Linked DNA regions of Mus musculus: regions 2, 3, 4 and 5 are each linked to region 1. A link is a contact called in public HiChIP or PLAC-seq, Micro-C and capture Hi-C data. All regions are on one chromosome and are shown on one strand. Each heading gives the region's core, a stretch centred on a gene start, on an enhancer-like site or on the middle of the called end of the contact. The rest is flanking DNA. Distances are from core to core; before and after follow the strand shown. Region 1 overlaps Gpa33 (glycoprotein A33 (transmembrane)). Region 2 overlaps Cd247 (CD247 antigen). Region 3 overlaps Pou2f1 (POU domain, class 2, transcription factor 1). Region 4 overlaps Pou2f1 (POU domain, class 2, transcription factor 1). Region 5 overlaps Cd247 (CD247 antigen).

Region 1 (3,205 bases), core at 215-2,714:
GGTATTCCAGGGTGTGTGCTTCTGTGCACACTGGTCTCCCAGGGTGTGTGCCTCGGTGCTGTTTTGTGCTTTTCCTTTGAGTCAGTGTGTCATGCCTCCCAGATTGGCTTAGAACTTGCTACATAGCCAAGGACGACTTTGAACTTTTCCCTCCCTTCACCTCTGGAATGCTGGGATGATCGGCACGCGCCGCAACACCAAGTTTACACGGCACTGGGATCAAATCCAGGCCTTTACGTGTGGTAGGCAAGTACTACCAGCTAAACTACAACCCCAGTCCCTAAAGCTCAAAAGCAAATCTTTAAAAGTCTAAAGTTATCTAGCTAGATAACAAGAGGAATCTACCAGCAGGTACTGCCCTTCTGTTTGACATGTTGTTGGTTTGCTCTGGGGGACGAAGATTGAGTCAGGGCAGGTCTACACCAGGTCCTGACAGACATTTCCTCTTTCTCTCAGGAAAGAGTGGTCACCTGGAATTTTGTGACAAAGAAATACATCTATGGGAACCGTTATGAGAATCGAGTGAGAGTATCTAACGATGCTGAGTTGTCAAATGCCTCTATCACCATCGACCAGCTGACCATGGACGACAATGGCACCTACGAGTGCTCCGTGTCACTGATGTCGGACCAGGATGTCAACGCCAAGTCTCGAGTCCGCCTCTTGGTCCTTGGTGAGTGTCTCTGTCTTTTCCTGTGGGAGGAGGGTGGGCAGAGAGGCGCTGTCAGCAGCAGAGCCATGGTTCTGTCTCTCCCTCTGTCTCTCAAATGCTCTCCGGGGGTTCTCGGTGGCTAGCAGGGTGTTTCTGAGGGCAGAGGTGTGGCTTTGGAGTCACCCCTTGCTCCCGTTGCTCGTTGCCCTCCATACCAACTCTTCTTTCCCCTTCCAAACTCATTACTGAAAAGAAGTGAAGGGGATCCCCCAAGCAATACACGGGTTCTCATCTTGTGTGGCACTCACAGGGCCAATCGTGACCCCCATAGGTGACTCTTTCCCTGCTCTCAACTCTGTTCCACACCAGTTTTTCCACCCTTCCTCTAACAAAGGCACAGTCGCCAACCAATGGGAAGTATGTCCCAGGATAGCATCCTTTTCACAGGAGAATTTGTTGGAATTTATAGTTTTGGAGAGGCGAGGAAACTCATCTGCTTTAATTTCTGAGTAGGTGAGGCCCACAGGAAGTAATTGCCTCAAACCAGTTACTGGGATTGCTTTAATGAGAATCTAGTCTATGTGCAGTGTGAGCAAGGCCCCACTTCTGGGAGGTAGCATCTCTGTGCATCAAAACAGAGGATCCTTTTTCCTCTTTTTCCTTTACACTACTTGGCAGAAGCTCTTTTAAATTGTATGTGGTAGTTGTTGGACTCATAGAAAGCCTTATAGCGTGTCAGACTACACTGCGGTTATCAACTAATGCTGCCTAAAGAATAGGCAAGACCTCTTCCACCCCGCCACCATGTGGCAACCAGTGGTAATGCAGGCAGGCGTCTTAGACTTCGCCCGGCGTTCTCCCAACGCACACCACACACTCAGACACTTTGCTCTTTCCTGTGAAGACGTGAGATATTATAAAGCACTTAGCAAGTTGCTTCTTGACAGCGCACCGTGAACACCTCAGGTTTCAACGCTTTTTTTTAGCTCTTGTTTGAACAAGCAATACTACAATATACCCCTTTATCTCACTTTGTGTAGAGGTATGAATAAAAATCATAAGTTATATATACATATGAGGATTATATATACACAGACTTGTATAACATTTGGGTTCTTTAAATACCTGGCCTGCCTTTTTTGACAGAGGATTTCAAACAAATGGCAAGAATCGGTGTAAATCTGAAACCTGATTCTGCTGGTCCTCCAACCAAACTCCGGCCCGTACATCAAGGACCACCTACTTTTAAAGACAATCAGATTAACCCGAAGAGTTAAGGCTACACGTTTAATATGAGAGTATGGAATTCGTTGAAACTAACCTCTTGCTTTAAAAAAAATTACATGTTAATAAACCCAGCAATATTCTTTGTGAAAAGTTTTCTTTCTCGGTGTCTATATAACTAGATAATTTTTACAAGAGAATGACTTTAATTATACGGGGCGGCTCATTCTGGGGAGGCTAGCAGGAAACTCCGACCTTAGCCCCGGGGAGCTAGCCTTGTCTAGCTCACCTGCAGGAAGCCCCTAAGTCAGAAGACTCAGCAGCCTGTGCGGCAGGTGTTAAATCCTTGTCCTGGCCTCTGGCGCCCCCTGACGTCTTCAAAGGGAACAGACGGCATCTGAGAGGCTTTGAAGCCTAACACATCCCCTCCCACCCTCCATGGCCTCTCCCTCAGTAATTACTCAGGTAACCTTCTGTTTGTAAAACAGGCCACGTGAGAACAAGACCCTCTCCCTTGTGAGTTTCTGCTCCCTCGCCAGTCCTCTTGGCTCCCGCCCGCGGGCTCTTTAAACTAGATCTAACTCGAGATCCCGGCTGTTTGTGATTGGGGCGCTGAAGATCTGGAGAGAGAGGGCCCGGGTGTGCCTGGCACAGGGCCCGCAGGAAGTTTAGAGCCTGTGGTCAAGGGCCTGGAGCGAAAGATCTCGACTCAGTCCTCTTGAAAGCATATCTCTCTTGCTGGCCATCACCCTGGCGGGCAGTTTCTGGAGTTCCTGTTCAGACCACACCCAAGGAGTGGATGAAGCAGGTGCTAGTTTTCCAAACAGGCGCCTTTGCCTTTTACGCCTCAGCAGTTGGTCTCTGGCACTTTCCTTCCCACTTCTGTCTGTATCCGACAACTCCACCCCGCCCCGACCAACCAACCAACCAACCAACCAACCAACCAACCAACCAACCAAAAACTAGCTTGGGGGGTGGGTGGTGTCCCTCTGCTATTCCACCACTTAGTCTAATGAGTGTATGGGAGTTTGCCGCTGCGCCTCCTGCTAAAGGCATGCCTGAGAGTGAGGTTGGCTAGGTAAGGGCCCTGCAAGGTTCTGGTGTGCGGCCCAGGAGGGAGAGAGAACCACAGCAGGAAGGAATGCTCAGAGGGTAGGTTCGCCTCCCCTTCACCGCCAGTCTCAGGTCTGCTAACTCCCGGGCGGGCGGGCAGGATGCTGCAGGAGCCTAAGTAGCCAACCTCTGGCAGGTGTTCTGCTCACCTGCTCCTGCAGGCTGGCCTTTGATCCTCAGGAGCTAGGGTTTTGTTTGGCGATTCGGGAGTGCCTC
Region 2 (3,282 bases), core at 666-3,165, 300 kb before region 1:
TGAACCGTACCCTCCTCTCAACTGTAGGAAATTTAAGAAATGCCTGTCTCAGGCAGGCATGATGTTGGGGATGGGGTTGGAGACAAAAGGAAAAAGACGCAGCCACTGGCTTACATTCTGAGAAGGGAAGTCTGAATCCAGAGAACTCTGTAGGGATCTAGGCTTTGCAGTCGCCAGCATTCCCTGGCTTTCCCTGGAGGACTCAGGTTTCTGATTCCTGAAGGTGCTGGGCAGAGCAAGCAGAGGCACAGAGGAGGAGCCAGGCGAACAGAAAGTGGGTGTGGAGGGAATTAGAGAGCATACTAAGATTAAGGGGGCAGCGAGGATAAAGGAGGAAGTGTTGGGATATGGCTCAGTAGGTAAAGTGTTTGCCTGCCACGTGTGAAGCCCTGGGGTTGAGTCCCAGAATCACCAAGCACAGAGATGTACATCTGTAAATTCCCAGGACTCCAGATGTGGATGCAGGGCATTGCAAAGCCAAGGCTGTCCTTGGTGCTATAAGTTCAATGCCAGACTGGAACACATGAGACAGTTGAAGAAGGGACAGGGTGGTAGTGAGTTCTTTCCAGTCTGGCCTGGAAAGGCAGAGCATTTGTGGGGCTGCACTGAGTCCCACACTTTGAAGTGTCTTTGAGCGGGATTGAGTTGGTTTCTGAGCAGGGACCTGGGGCCAGGAGGGACCCTGGATGAGAGAGTTGGAGTTAAAAGCTGAGAACAGAGGGCTTTAGGGACATGGTGATGGGGGACAGTGAGTGAGATTTAAGTCAGCCTTCTATTGTATGTGGGAGCAGATGAGAGGTTTCTGGCATAGTCACTACCTGCCTGCTCTGTGTGCTTCTGGTGGCAATCTAGCGGGGCCTTAATGATTGCGCTCACAGCCATAAACACTGCACAGAACAGACACTGAAGACTTTCAACCTGTTTTGCAGAAGAGGCAGCTGGAAGGATACCTTGCCGGAACTTAACTGGCACCCATCTGCCTTACCCACTGTTGGCCAGCGCCCACCAGAGGGCGCCACTTGCTACTGGCGTTAGGCTGGAAAGCCTTAAAGACCACTCTGCTTGTGTGGTTCTCAGGCAGGGCCAGAGGGAGGGTTTTGTGATACTGGGCCAGTTCTCAGATCCACACTTACCCAATAGGAGGGAGTTCAGGATCAGTAATATGCTCAGTTTGCTTGCTTTGTGTGATCTTTCAAATAGGAAGGCTACCTTCTATCTAACTAACGTATTTCCTTTCCTCACTCCCCCTGCCCTTCTTATCTACTGAGAACCATACATGCTTTGAGTGTGATTCGATAAACATCAGAAAGGCAGGAGGGGTGACTCTGGAGTGAGGAGACTAAGTAGAAGAGGCTCTAAGCTGAAGCATGTAGTCTGCCTGGAACTTATGTAGCTCAGGCTGGCCTCGAACTCACAACCCTCTTGCCTGTTCAATGATGGGACTACTGATGTGCACCACGATACCTAGACTTCACTGATAATGACTAGGTATTGAGATGATTTTATCCAATTATCTAATTTCTGAGCCCTACATTTGTAACCTCTAGAGTCTCTCTCTCTCCGTATAAAGGCCTTAGTTACCTAGGTACATTTCTGAGGTTTAGAGTGTCATAGTTTATGCAAGAGCTCACTTACAGCGGGGCTTCCATGTCACCAGAGCAGAAGTTCTGTGCACAGCAGTTTCATTTTTTCCTAATACTCCCTCATTCTTCCCAGCCTCTGTGGTTACATCTGGTACATGTGGTTACATTGTATGCATATAGGTGCACTCCTTACATCTGGTACATTGGTTACATTGTATGCATAGGTGCACTCCTTACATCTGGTACATGTGGTTACATTGTATGCATAGGTGCACTCGTTACATCTGGTACAAGTGGTTACATTGTATGCATATAGGTGCACTCCTTACATCTGGTACATGTGGTTACATTGTATGCATTGGTTCACTCATTACATCTGGTACATGTGGTTACATTGTATGCATTGGTGCACTCGTTACATCTGGTACATGTGGTTACATTGTATGCATAGGTGCACTCTTTACATCTGGTACATGTGGTTACATTGGCCATTGCAGGCTGGGTTTCTTCAGACTCAGTGAGAGAGGTTGTAGGTTGTGGTCTGTGTGAAGTATGAGGACTGGACCTAGTGCCCGTGACATGACTACAATCTGTCACAGAATTGACCTGGGGTAGGTGGGATGTGTTCTTGCCAGATCCAGCATGCCTAACCAATTTTCTCTCTTGGCACAGAGGCACAGAGCTTTGGTCTGCTGGATCCCAAACTCTGCTACTTGCTAGATGGAATCCTCTTCATCTACGGAGTCATCATCACAGCCCTGTACCTGAGAGCAAAAGTGGGTTCCCCTGGGCTCTTGAGGGAGGGTATAGGTTCCTCCACTGGGAGGATGTGAGGTGGGGATTTGGCACTGGAGAGTCTCAGGCCTGTGCTCTGCTTGGTGTCCATGGGCAAGGCAGGATACAACCAAGCGTGCACAGCCGGTGAGCAGAGAAGGCGGGGTATCCATCTGTGGCAGACAGAGCAGCTCAATGATCCAAGTGCTATGTGTATTACTGAAGATCGGTACCAGTGCCTGGATGTGGCTTCTGCTGGGAAACAGATGGCTTATACTGAACAGTTTAGGACAAGAAAGTGAAAGACAGACAAGACAGCCTCTTCTTAGGGCCTGCGGTTGAGCTGTAATGGAGGCCATACAGCTTTTCTCTCCAACTCTTGATTTTCCCATCCTGGAAATAAGAATGGTGGACAGAGCATCAGGCATCACCTGGTGCCTGAAGCCGTGGGTTTGTGGAAAGGACACACCTGGGAAGGTAGAAATCTCATCTTCCCAGGGCAGTAGAACCCATTTCCTTTCAGGCATAAGATTTCATTTGAGGAAGTCTTACTTTATGATTTTTTTTTAAATTTGGAAACTACACTTAGCACCAACTCTGGAAAATCCTGCAGTTCCTCTCAGCTTAGGTAACATGTGTGGTTATAGCGACTCGGGGCACACAGTCAGGACAGTAAGCAAGCAAGGTGCTTCCCACTCAGGAAACAGCTGGGTGAGTAATGATGCCCATGTGCCAACTTAGTAGGAAGCTTTTTGTAGGCACTGTCTACCCTCAGGGTTCCTGGAGGAAGGGGAACAGGAGGGGTTTCCTGGATTCCGGCAGGCACAGACGGAGAGCCTGGAACCCCTGCACACAGGGTGTGTGGGGGTGTGTGGGGGGGGCAAGGCCTTTACTTGGGATGATTAACTTCTCTGAAGACTAAAGC
Region 3 (2,938 bases), core at 327-2,826, 270 kb before region 1:
TAACAAGTTATTGGTTTGGAAAGCTATAAAGGCCAACCCCCTAGAAATAAAAACCAACAAAAAACCCAACTCATTACAGGCTATTGCCACTGATCTTGGGGGTACATCATAACTAGATGCTATATCTGATTACTGAAGACAAATGCACTTCAGTTACAGGACATAGAAAATCTGGAACTGCGGCTAACTTTCCCAGTGCCAGAGGTGCTATACAGGCACCTGGGAGAGAAAAAGCATCAACACTCTTACGCAATACTAGACCCTGTATGTTGCAATACTAACCAATCAGGCAAGATGTGGCATTGGTGGAACAGTGGGATGACTGCTCTAGTGGTAAACAACTGGTTTCTGGTTTGATCTGAGGCCTATTCATAGCAGGAAGTTCCTGCCTGGTACTGTAAATGTAGTCAAAAGCCCATTGGATGGGGAGCTCATGGGCCAAGAGTAGGGCAGGGGCAGATACTGACTATTGTTTTGTTAAATGGTTATGGCGAACTGCTCTCTAAGAACTTATGTTAATACCCAGATGTATGATGCTCTCAACTCTTACTGCAGTGGATAATAATTAATGCAGTCAACTGGTCAAACTGATAAGAATAAACAACTGTTGGGTATGCAGCCCTAAATAGGACATCACTATCAACCGTATCTCCCTAACATCAAGACTTAGGGAACATTAATGAAAATGTTCCTCAGTAGAAAAGATGTAAGAGTTGGAGGCTGGGAGTTTTGTGAACTGATGTCTTGTAGACCCGGACATGAAATTTGCACTCATTGAATGCAGAGTAGGTTCTCTGAACAAGATCAAGCCAGACACATTCTGGTATAGACAGGGCAAGGGCTCTTATTCCGCCCCTAGCTGAAGAGCTATTGGCAGTTGAGAGCTCACTGGTGGGTCACTCGTGTCCCAGTGGGCAGGTCTACAGTCACATATACACAGGCAGCACTAACTAACTAGACTGGCTACTTGAAGAAAAAAAACAAAACAACAACAAAAAACATGAAAAATGAAGTCGTACGTGTGGGTGGGGGTGAGTTCAGGGCAGTTTGGGAGGAGTTGGGGATGGATATGACCAAAATACATTGCATACATGTATGAAATTATCAGAGAAAAACTGAAAAACACATAAAATCAGATATCACTTTATTCCAAGTTTTACCTGTTTTGGGGGAATTAAAAAGTAGATAAATATACTTGACTGAAGAAAGCTTAATAATGATGAATTCTGAGCATTTTCCTGGTTCTCTCACTGAGTTACTCAGTGACTCAGTTCTGTGTCATCATGTGGAAATGACAATGTGGCTACTTAGAAACTTAAGTGCAAACCCATCTCAGATATACTTTCCACCTAAGACAGCGATAACAAATTTTCCCCGGGAGCTGCAGGAATGAGATCCTAGTTCTGTTCTGGATGCAAACGGAATGGGAAAGCTCCTTACCCAGCAGCAAACTGTGAGGGTGCCATGAGGCCTGGGCTGAGTCCCGCAGCAGCAGCCATAGCAGCAAGACTGGCGTTTGCTGGCAACTGTGCCGCTCCTTGGAGAGCGGCGGCTGCTGTCTGTAAGCCGGGCGTGGTCACCATCACCTGGCTGGCTCCGAGAGGGGAGGGAAGAGGCGTGGAGGTGGTCTGTGTCGTGTTGGTCTCACTGGCACTGGAGGCCTCTGAGGTGGAGGCCGAGGCAGAGGGAGAGGGACTCAAGGAAGGGGATGTGACTGCTGAGGAAGCAGGGGGTGCTGTGGAAATCACCGTGGCCGTGTTGTTGTTGGACGTCGAGTCTGTAGTGCCTGAGAAGAGAACTGAGTTAGAAGATGGCCTCCTGTAAATGGGTTTGGAAAACTAGTCACTTCCATTAGTATCTAGAATCAAGAGAATGGTTAACCTACTACTCATTAATCCTTAATTTGTTTTGTTTTTTTTTTTTTTTTAGTAAACTAGCTTAGCATTTTAACAAATTAATGATAAACAATTTAGAGCCAAAGCTATGAGTCCTACTTTAAGAGAAAGAGTAACCACATAACTCTGAAAGAAATAACAGTGTGCCATCCCTGTCTCCACCACCAGCCTCAATTTTCTATTAAAAAAAGAGCAAATGAGGGGCTAGAGAGATGGTTCAGTGGTTCGGAGCATGGGCTGCTCTTGCAGAGGGATGCTCACAACCATTTTAACTCCAGCTCCAGAGGATCTGCTGCCTTTTTCTGGCCTCGACAGACATCAGACACACAGATGGTGCACAGATGTACATGTAGGAAAAACACTCATATACGTTAAAAACAAAAACAAGAAAACCTTCAAACAAATCTTTTTTAAAAAGCTATCAAGCCAGGCATGGTGGTTCACACCTTTAATTCTAGCACCTGAGAGGCAGAGACAGATCTCTGTGAGTTTGAGGCCAGCCTGGTCTATATAGAGTTGGAAGCCAGTCAGATCTACAAAGTAAGACCTCACCTAAAACAAAAACAATGAACAAAAATGACAAAACCAAAATCATTTTAGTATTTCCTATCATTCTGTAGATTTTCAGTACACTCATTATAACAGCACACCTAAATTTGAAATAGCCATGTTTCAAATATTCAAAAGCCACATGTTAAACTTTAGTGAATGCCATAGTGCATAGTACAGATTTAAAATGTGTGGAAGTTGGTATGCTAGAGTCTAGAGGCAAAAGTATCTTAAAAGAATGTGTCCATTCATGACCCAGTAAGGTATCTACTATAGTAAACATATAGAGCAGGCCCTCTAATTCTAGTTGTCAGTAAATGCTTATCATGTTTTTCCTTCCCTCTTCCTCCTCTACCTTTTTTAGTTAAACTGATACAAGTTACCAGTCATTTGGAAGACGGAGCCTCAACTGAGAAAATGCCCTTACCTGACGGACCTGTGGGTTAATAAGTCTGTGGGACATTTTCTTAATTAGTGCTTGATGTAGGAAGGCC
Region 4 (3,033 bases), core at 251-2,750, 260 kb before region 1:
GTGTGTATCTCTTCCACATCCACTCTTACCAATGAGGCTGGGCTGGGGAAAATTGCTTTGATAGGTGAGCTGCTGGTCCCACCACTGCTGGGCGGGTTGATTCTTTTCTCCTTCTGGCGGCGGTTACAAAACCAAACACGAATCACCTCCTTTTCCATATTGAGCTGTTCAGCAATCAAGGTGATGTCTTCCGAGGTAGGCTTTTGATTCTAAGAGAGGGAAAAAAAGCCCATCTTTTAAAATTTTAAAAATTTCATGTTATATATTTGCCATGCTGGAGATTGAATCCAGGGATAATGGCTCTACATTTGAATTATATCCTAGCTTTAGAACACTTTGTTTCTTTTAAGATTTATTTATTACGTGTATGTGTATTTTGCCTGCATGTATGTACACTGACCCCAGAGGTCAGAAGACATAGTGTTCAATCTCCTGGACCTAGAATTACAGATGGTTCTGAGCCACTATGTGGGGTTTTAGGAATCAAACCTCAGTCTATGTAGACCAGGATGACCTCAAGTTACAGAGATCTGCCTGCCTCTGCCTCCTGAGTACTGCAATTAAAGGCACGTGCCACCATAACCAACTTTATGAAATAACTTTATGAACTAGTATACCCATAGGAAGAAGCCAGCTAGAAAAGCATGGTAGAATATTTATGACCACATTAAGACTTTAGCAACAACTTCTACAAAAGTGTTTTAATACATACTACACTTATCTAAAATTTTATGAACAGAATAAGTGATCCTTACTGTAAAGGTCTATTTTTTTTTTAAAGACAGGGTCTTAGTGTGTCGCTCTGGCTGCCCTGGGACTCTGCATGTAGACCAGGTTGGCCTCAAAATTACAAAGATCCACCTACCTTTGCTTCCCAGGCACTGGGATTAGCTGTCTCATGCCTGGCTAAAGTCTATTAATCTGAAAGTTATCAAAGTGATACAACTTTATGGACTACTAGGAATGCCTGAGTTTTCAGTGCTTCATTCATACTAACTCGGACCTCACACTATGCTTCTGAGACAGGAATGGAAGGCAGTTTTATAGGCGCAGGAACATCTTGAAATCAAGAGACGTGATGTGCCTTTAATAAGAGGCAAAGACAAGAAAGACTCCTGATTCAATGTTTCCTTAAGTAGAAAGTTCATTTGTTTTAAAGCCAAATATCTGTTGAATTAATTTGAACTCCAGAATAGGATATTCGAGGTCTCTAGTGTTGTGCCCCCAAACTACCATTCTAGGCATAAAGACACTAAAATTTAGCCAGCCAAACCACCAGTGTTTCGTCTGAACAGGCATGGTTTCCTCTGGAGGCCTATGCTTATGAGATGGCTCTGTGTGAGGTACTCTTCTATCTTTTCCAGTCTGCAAGATTAGCTCCCTCCCAAAAGCTCACATGATTCAAACCATTGTCTCTCTCGAGTTCTGCAGCGCTGAAGTGCAGTAGCACCTGGTATCCTCCTTTCTCCCTGTTAAATGCCCACAGGGCGGAGGAAGACAAGGATATGCTTTAATCTCTGCAGTCCCCAACAGTGCCGTACACATGAAAAGTCACACCCACCTCCATGAAACTCTTCTCTAAGGCCACACGGATGTTGGTCTCTATGCTGGTGCGTTTTTTCCTCCTACGATTCAAGCCCTCAGCCCCCAATCCTGGAGAATTCAAAGCACTTGGGCTAGATGCTGTAGAATCAGATGAGAGGTTCTCTACAGAAATGAAGAAAACACAAACAGCTGAGCTTAAGGATTCATATCAGAATACATAAGAACAAGAAAACTGGTAAAATGTTTAGTAATGTGAGATTCCATGGAAGCATTGCTCAGGACTGTTGACTTCCCACTGTCCTTACTGGCAACCTTTATCCCAGGGCGGTTAACTTTGTCACCACTCATTTTTGGTTTGTTTCTGAGAATACAAAGGTTCTATTCCTCCACTTACACTTCCCTCAGTTCGGTACATTTGCTTGTTTATAAGCTGAGGATAAAAAGGAACAATGTTTCTTAAAATTCATTGGATTATTTAATGTTTAATTTAAAGATGGCTTTTCAGTTTCTTAGCACAAGAGTTGAGAGAGGGTACTTTGGAATTCTTTAAGCTTAGGAAACACTGAATAAGCCTGGGCATGTTTCAATGGCTTTCTTTCTACTGTATGAAAACAAGATGGAACAGACCAGTGGTTCTTGCCTGTGACTGCAAAAAAGATAACAGATGGCTAAACTTCCCCCAGTTACTGAATCAATATGCCAAGGGTGAGGGTGTGTCTAAGATCTTCCTTTCTGAAGGCCTAATTTTTGTTTCTATCTACAAAGGAAAGTACATGGTTAGGCATCTTTGTGGTTCCTTTTAGCTCCTGAAGTCTGATTTTGTGGCTCAAAATTCAAAGTTTTTAAAAGGATGTCTCAAAGTTAAATAAATAATTCAAGACCAGAAATCTAATTTTGTATGAAATAGCTGGTCATTTTTAACAAAAGCAGAAATATTACCAGGAACAAATTCTATGGCAATCTACTCAAGGAAGGAATAATCTGTCTGTCCTTTAAGATTTTCTACACACACACAGGCCTTCTAACCCTTATCCTCAAAAAAAAAATCTATGTCCATCCTTAGACCTAGCTCAAATGATTTCCATAGATTTAGTGGATCCAACACTTTGTAGTATCAGCAATACAGTAAGCACCCAGTTTGCAGACTAATCCCTCCTAGGAAACCCCATGGACAATGAAGAGATTTCTTTCTATGTTCACTCACCTGCATCATTTAGCCACTTCTCTAAAAGGGGCTTTAACTTGCACATGTTCTTAAAGCTGAGGTTCAAGGCTTCAAAGCGAGAGATGGTGGTTTGGCTGAAGTCATTTCCATATAATTTCCCCATAGCGAGCCCAACATCACCCTGAATAATATAGAACAGGAAAGGGGAATGAGGAAAAGAGACTCATGTTATTAATGTCTCTAACTTCTATTTTGAAAGGCTACTTCAGTAAGTGTTGCTCTAGACAGAAAACTGGCTGTCGTTCTATTTACTCCATTCTCCC
Region 5 (2,923 bases), core at 416-2,915, 340 kb before region 1:
ATGGTGACACATCCCTCTTGGGAAAATCCTGGCCCAGATTTTATTAGTCTTTTGTCAGCTGTCGGGAGTTAAAACTTCACAAATCCAGTCTACGCCTCAGCCCTGCCTTGCAAGCTGCCTGCCTCCCCATGAGATGTGGGCTAATGGTTGGGAAGAGTCACCCTCATCGATCCTGGACACAGCAATCAGCCCTTCCTTCCCCCCAACCCAGAAACCTACCCTGTGCTCAGTAGCCCCTGGCTTCCCCGAGCTGCTCCTGAGGCACTGAAAGCAGGTGTGCACACGCAGAGGTGTTTGGTCTCCTCTAGCACAGGTCTGTGGGGTCTTTTTTCCAAAAGGTTTCAAAATCACCATTATGTCGATTGACAGTGTTTCTGACCAGCTTTAGTTGAGCTTCCGGCTCTCCTCCTTGGTCCATGTGTGCTTAATAAAACCCTGAGACTCTTGCTAAGTCAATCCAGCAAGAAGCTCACACTTGACACCTGGTCACACTCAATATCTCAGAATCCAATGAGCCCCGTCTTCCACTGTCCCTCAGGGGTGCCTCATTTTGTCTTCAGCTGGGATCCTGTGACGTCAGCTTAGCCAGAATCTCTCTCTCACTCCTGATATATCTTTCTTAGTAATTTTCCATCCACTGACCCCTCCTGCCTGACGTCGGACTATACCTGCCCACCTGCCCTTACTGTGGTCAAGCTGAGCCCCACTGCTCTTTCCCACTGAGGAGCCCACCAAAGTGGTCCTTTATCTGTCTAAATGGCCTGGGTAAAGTCACTCTTATTGTTCCTCAACAAGGGTCTCTGAGTAATTTCTCTTTAACGCATCCTGGCAATCATTATTAATTGTTTTTACTAAGTATGATGATAATCTCTGATAGCTATATTCTGAGGTCCATTTTATAAAGTGATCTCATTATGATGTCATTTGCACCCCATGGAAATAGTGACTGTCCTTTCCTCCTGACAGATCAGGAAACTGAGGCACTGAGTGAGCTTCTTAAGAGAACAAAGCAAAGATTAATATTATGGACAGAGCACGTCCGTCTTTTTTAACACCCCATAGGCTGCTCCTTCTATGACATGCTGTCTTGTCGTGGAAAGATTCCATGATGTGCCAACGGAAGAAAATGAGTCAGACCCACCTAAAAGACGGTGACCCTGTGGATTTGAGCTTCCACATAAAATTAATTTGTACTGAGTGGTGGTGGCGCACGTCTTTAATCCCAGCACTTGGGAGGCAGAGGCAGGTGGATTTCTGAGTTCGAGGCCAACCTGGTCTACAGAGTGAGTTCCTGGACAGCCAGGGCTATACAGAGAAACCCTGTCTCGAAAAAAAAGAAAAATAAATAAATAAATAAATAGATAGATAGATAAATTAATTTGCACCCCTGGGCAAGAGCAGCGGGTCTGGGTCACAGACCGAATGAGGAACACCCACCCAGAGGAAGGGCCTCTGGCTTGTCTGGCCGCTTTTCCACGGCACCACATTCTACGCTGACAAACCTGGCGGAAGAGGGGGATCCCAGTGGTCAGTGTTAGTTAGCATCAGAGTGCTTTCGTGGGCATGTGTGTGGGTGTTGCTGCGCTGACCCTCCCAGCTGAGAGCAAGGCTTGCAAGACAAGAAAGGATGTGGTGGCAGAGACAAGCCTTCTAGCGTGGGAAATTGATCTGTGTGCCATTGGTGGCATGCCTGCCACATCATAGGCTCTGCTGCTGTGCTCTGTGGTGGTGCTGGCCATGGGGGGCGGGGCCTGAGGACACCTGCGCTCGGACAAGAAGCTGGTCAAGGGGTGGGGCCCGAGGACACCTCTGCTCCAGTCTTCAGTTAATTTTTAGTTTTCACTTTACTGTATTTTCCCACAAGCACCCTGAGCTGCTCCCCCAGAGCAACCCCTCTAGCCACCCTATCTCAGGTGTGCCATGGTGCGGAAGTGACTTGCCTATGTCCCGCGGCCCCTTTTCTGCTTCGGTAGCGGAATCTCAGGGACTCCTCCCTAGCTGCAGTGATTCGGGAAGGTCCTGTATTTGAATCTGATTTCTTATTTGAACATTGAGGGCACTGGGTGTAAGAACCAAAAGAGTTTCTTGTTCTGTGATCAGAATGTGTCTCCTTCTACCCCACCGGCTTCTCTGTACTGCTCACTGGACCCTAAGCATGCCTCTGCTCTCACTGTGTCTTGAGAGCAGAGCTGAGGCCGTTTGTCCCTCAGAGCATGGGTCAGAGGGACAGTGTAGACGGCAGTGTGACATGGAAGGATGCTTCTAGAAGGTGCCTCGTGTGTGTGACGCCCTCTCCAGTCTTCCAGTAGCTCTGGTTATAACTGGGCTATGATACGTGGGGGCTGGAGACAGAGCTGGTAAGAAGGGTCCTAAAGCTCCAACCTCTTTGTCCAACCTCATTGCCCTAACCACCTTAGAAGCCATGGCAGATAGAGACTGTCCCTAGGGTGCCTGCCAGCAGCCGCTGCTGCCAGTCAATACAGAGTTCACAGGAGAGGCATGGGCAGGATAAGCCGCTTCCCGTCTGCCTGTCCACTTTGTTCTCATTCAGCCACGTTGAGTCGTAAGCATTCTCAGCTCGCCAAATATTTACTGAGCACACAGTCCTTGTAGCACCCAGGCAGAGTGGAGACAGGCGGAGTCTATCCATCCCATGATGGGATATGCTGCTGCTCTTCCCGAAGGCTTCCTCTTTATACCACAAGGTTCCCCTGGAGTCTTTAGAAGGGTGTGCACACAGTCGAAAACCCCAAGGCAAGGGTGAGCGCAGTGGAGTGTAAGGAGCCAGCTGCTTCTGCTCCCCATCGAGGCTGTGGCTCCACTCCTCCTCACTACAGGGCAAGCTTAGGTTCCACAGTTATATCCTGGGCTCCTCAAACACCCAACACCCAGGTTCCACCAACTTAAGGGATAAGTCTAGAAG

Evidence for each region. A called contact is a pair of places that touch in the nucleus more often than the background predicts. HiChIP or PLAC-seq counts read pairs in DNA pulled down with a chosen protein or histone mark. Capture Hi-C pulls out chosen DNA fragments and counts their contacts.
Region 2: a contact with region 1 is called in a Micro-C map of the G1E-ER4 cell line, with 11 times the contacts expected there. The contact joins two enhancer-like sites. A contact is called at or near these places in 3 of 39 promoter capture datasets (embryonic stem cells, hippocampal neurons and liver), 9 of 15 datasets of contacts at CTCF or cohesin (CD8 T cells, the G1E-ER4 cell line, the NIH/3T3 cell line and 5 more), 214 of 484 Hi-C or Micro-C datasets (the AML12 cell line, the AtT-20 cell line, B cells and 108 more), 47 of 115 datasets of contacts at active chromatin or transcription factors (DN3 thymocytes, the HPC-7 cell line, the SCID.adh cell line and 30 more) and 5 of 9 other capture datasets (adipose tissue, embryonic stem cells, embryonic tail and 2 more).
Region 3: a contact with region 1 is called in a capture Hi-C map of embryonic stem cells, with 4 times the contacts expected there. The contact joins two enhancer-like sites. A contact is called at or near these places in 1 of 39 promoter capture datasets (liver), 4 of 15 datasets of contacts at CTCF or cohesin (CD8 T cells, the NIH/3T3 cell line, large pre-B cells and 1 more), 26 of 484 Hi-C or Micro-C datasets (3T3-L1-derived adipocytes, CD8 T cells, the G1E-ER4 cell line and 15 more), 12 of 115 datasets of contacts at active chromatin or transcription factors (bone marrow-derived dendritic cells, double positive thymocytes, embryonic basal ganglia and 4 more) and 4 of 9 other capture datasets (adipose tissue, embryonic stem cells, liver and 1 more).
Region 4: an H3K4me3 HiChIP or PLAC-seq map of embryonic stem cells shows a contact between it and region 1, with 19 read pairs. The contact joins two enhancer-like sites. A contact is called at or near these places in 3 of 15 datasets of contacts at CTCF or cohesin (embryonic stem cells, pro-B cells and stem cell-derived epiblast-like cells), 27 of 484 Hi-C or Micro-C datasets (B cells, CD4 T cells, CD8 T cells and 16 more), 15 of 115 datasets of contacts at active chromatin or transcription factors (CD8 T cells, astrocytes, craniofacial prominence and 5 more) and 4 of 9 other capture datasets (adipose tissue, embryonic stem cells, liver and 1 more).
Region 5: an H3K27ac HiChIP or PLAC-seq map of T-cell acute lymphoblastic leukemia shows a contact between it and region 1, with 6 times the contacts expected there. The contact joins two enhancer-like sites. A contact is called at or near these places in 8 of 39 promoter capture datasets (the C10 cell line, the HPC-7 cell line, cranial neural crest and 5 more), 2 of 15 datasets of contacts at CTCF or cohesin (large pre-B cells and thymocytes), 1 of 484 Hi-C or Micro-C datasets (bone marrow-derived macrophages) and 16 of 115 datasets of contacts at active chromatin or transcription factors (T-cell acute lymphoblastic leukemia, differentiating embryonic stem cells, effector CD8 T cells and 10 more).

The regions. Positions count from the first base shown.
Region 1 is chr1:166,152,112-166,155,316 of GRCm38.p6, forward strand. It overlaps Gpa33 (glycoprotein A33 (transmembrane)), which reads left to right. Exons shown (of 7, transcript NM_021610.2): 3 at 457-673. Among named protein-coding and RNA genes, the nearest start is that of Gpa33, 23 kb to the left of the region's middle. Within about 2 kb of position 1,465, at least 31 of the 459 cell types and tissues checked have an H3K27ac peak or open chromatin away from gene starts, as enhancers often do. A contact at or near this core is called in the G1E-ER4 cell line, the SCID.adh cell line, T-cell acute lymphoblastic leukemia and 2 more, where this site is marked.
Region 2 is chr1:165,852,911-165,856,192 of GRCm38.p6, forward strand. It overlaps Cd247 (CD247 antigen), which reads left to right. Exons shown (of 8, transcript NM_001113391.2): 2 at 2,256-2,359. Among named protein-coding and RNA genes, the nearest start is that of Gm32999, 5.4 kb to the left of the region's middle. Within about 2 kb of position 1,916, at least 29 of the 459 cell types and tissues checked have an H3K27ac peak or open chromatin away from gene starts, as enhancers often do. A contact at or near this core is called in the G1E-ER4 cell line, the SCID.adh cell line, T-cell acute lymphoblastic leukemia and 1 more, where this site is marked.
Region 3 is chr1:165,878,690-165,881,627 of GRCm38.p6, forward strand. Pou2f1 (POU domain, class 2, transcription factor 1) reads right to left here. Exons shown (of 16, transcript NM_198932.3): 14 at 1,441-1,786. Among named protein-coding and RNA genes, the nearest start is that of Gm32999, 31 kb to the left of the region's middle. Within about 2 kb of position 1,577, at least 13 of the 459 cell types and tissues checked have an H3K27ac peak or open chromatin away from gene starts, as enhancers often do. A contact at or near this core is called in embryonic stem cells, where this site is marked.
Region 4 is chr1:165,894,876-165,897,908 of GRCm38.p6, forward strand. It overlaps Pou2f1 (POU domain, class 2, transcription factor 1), which reads right to left. Exons shown (of 16, transcript NM_198932.3): 10 at 2,750-2,891; 11 at 1,562-1,707; 12 at 30-209. Among named protein-coding and RNA genes, the nearest start is that of Gm32999, 47 kb to the left of the region's middle. Within about 2 kb of position 1,501, at least 8 of the 459 cell types and tissues checked have an H3K27ac peak or open chromatin away from gene starts, as enhancers often do. A contact at or near this core is called in embryonic stem cells, where this site is marked.
Region 5 is chr1:165,814,901-165,817,823 of GRCm38.p6, forward strand. All of the region lies in intron 1 of Cd247 (CD247 antigen), which reads left to right. Among named protein-coding and RNA genes, the nearest start is that of Gm23402, 6.6 kb to the left of the region's middle. Within about 2 kb of position 1,666, at least 33 of the 459 cell types and tissues checked have an H3K27ac peak or open chromatin away from gene starts, as enhancers often do. A contact at or near this core is called in T-cell acute lymphoblastic leukemia and regulatory T cells, where this site is marked.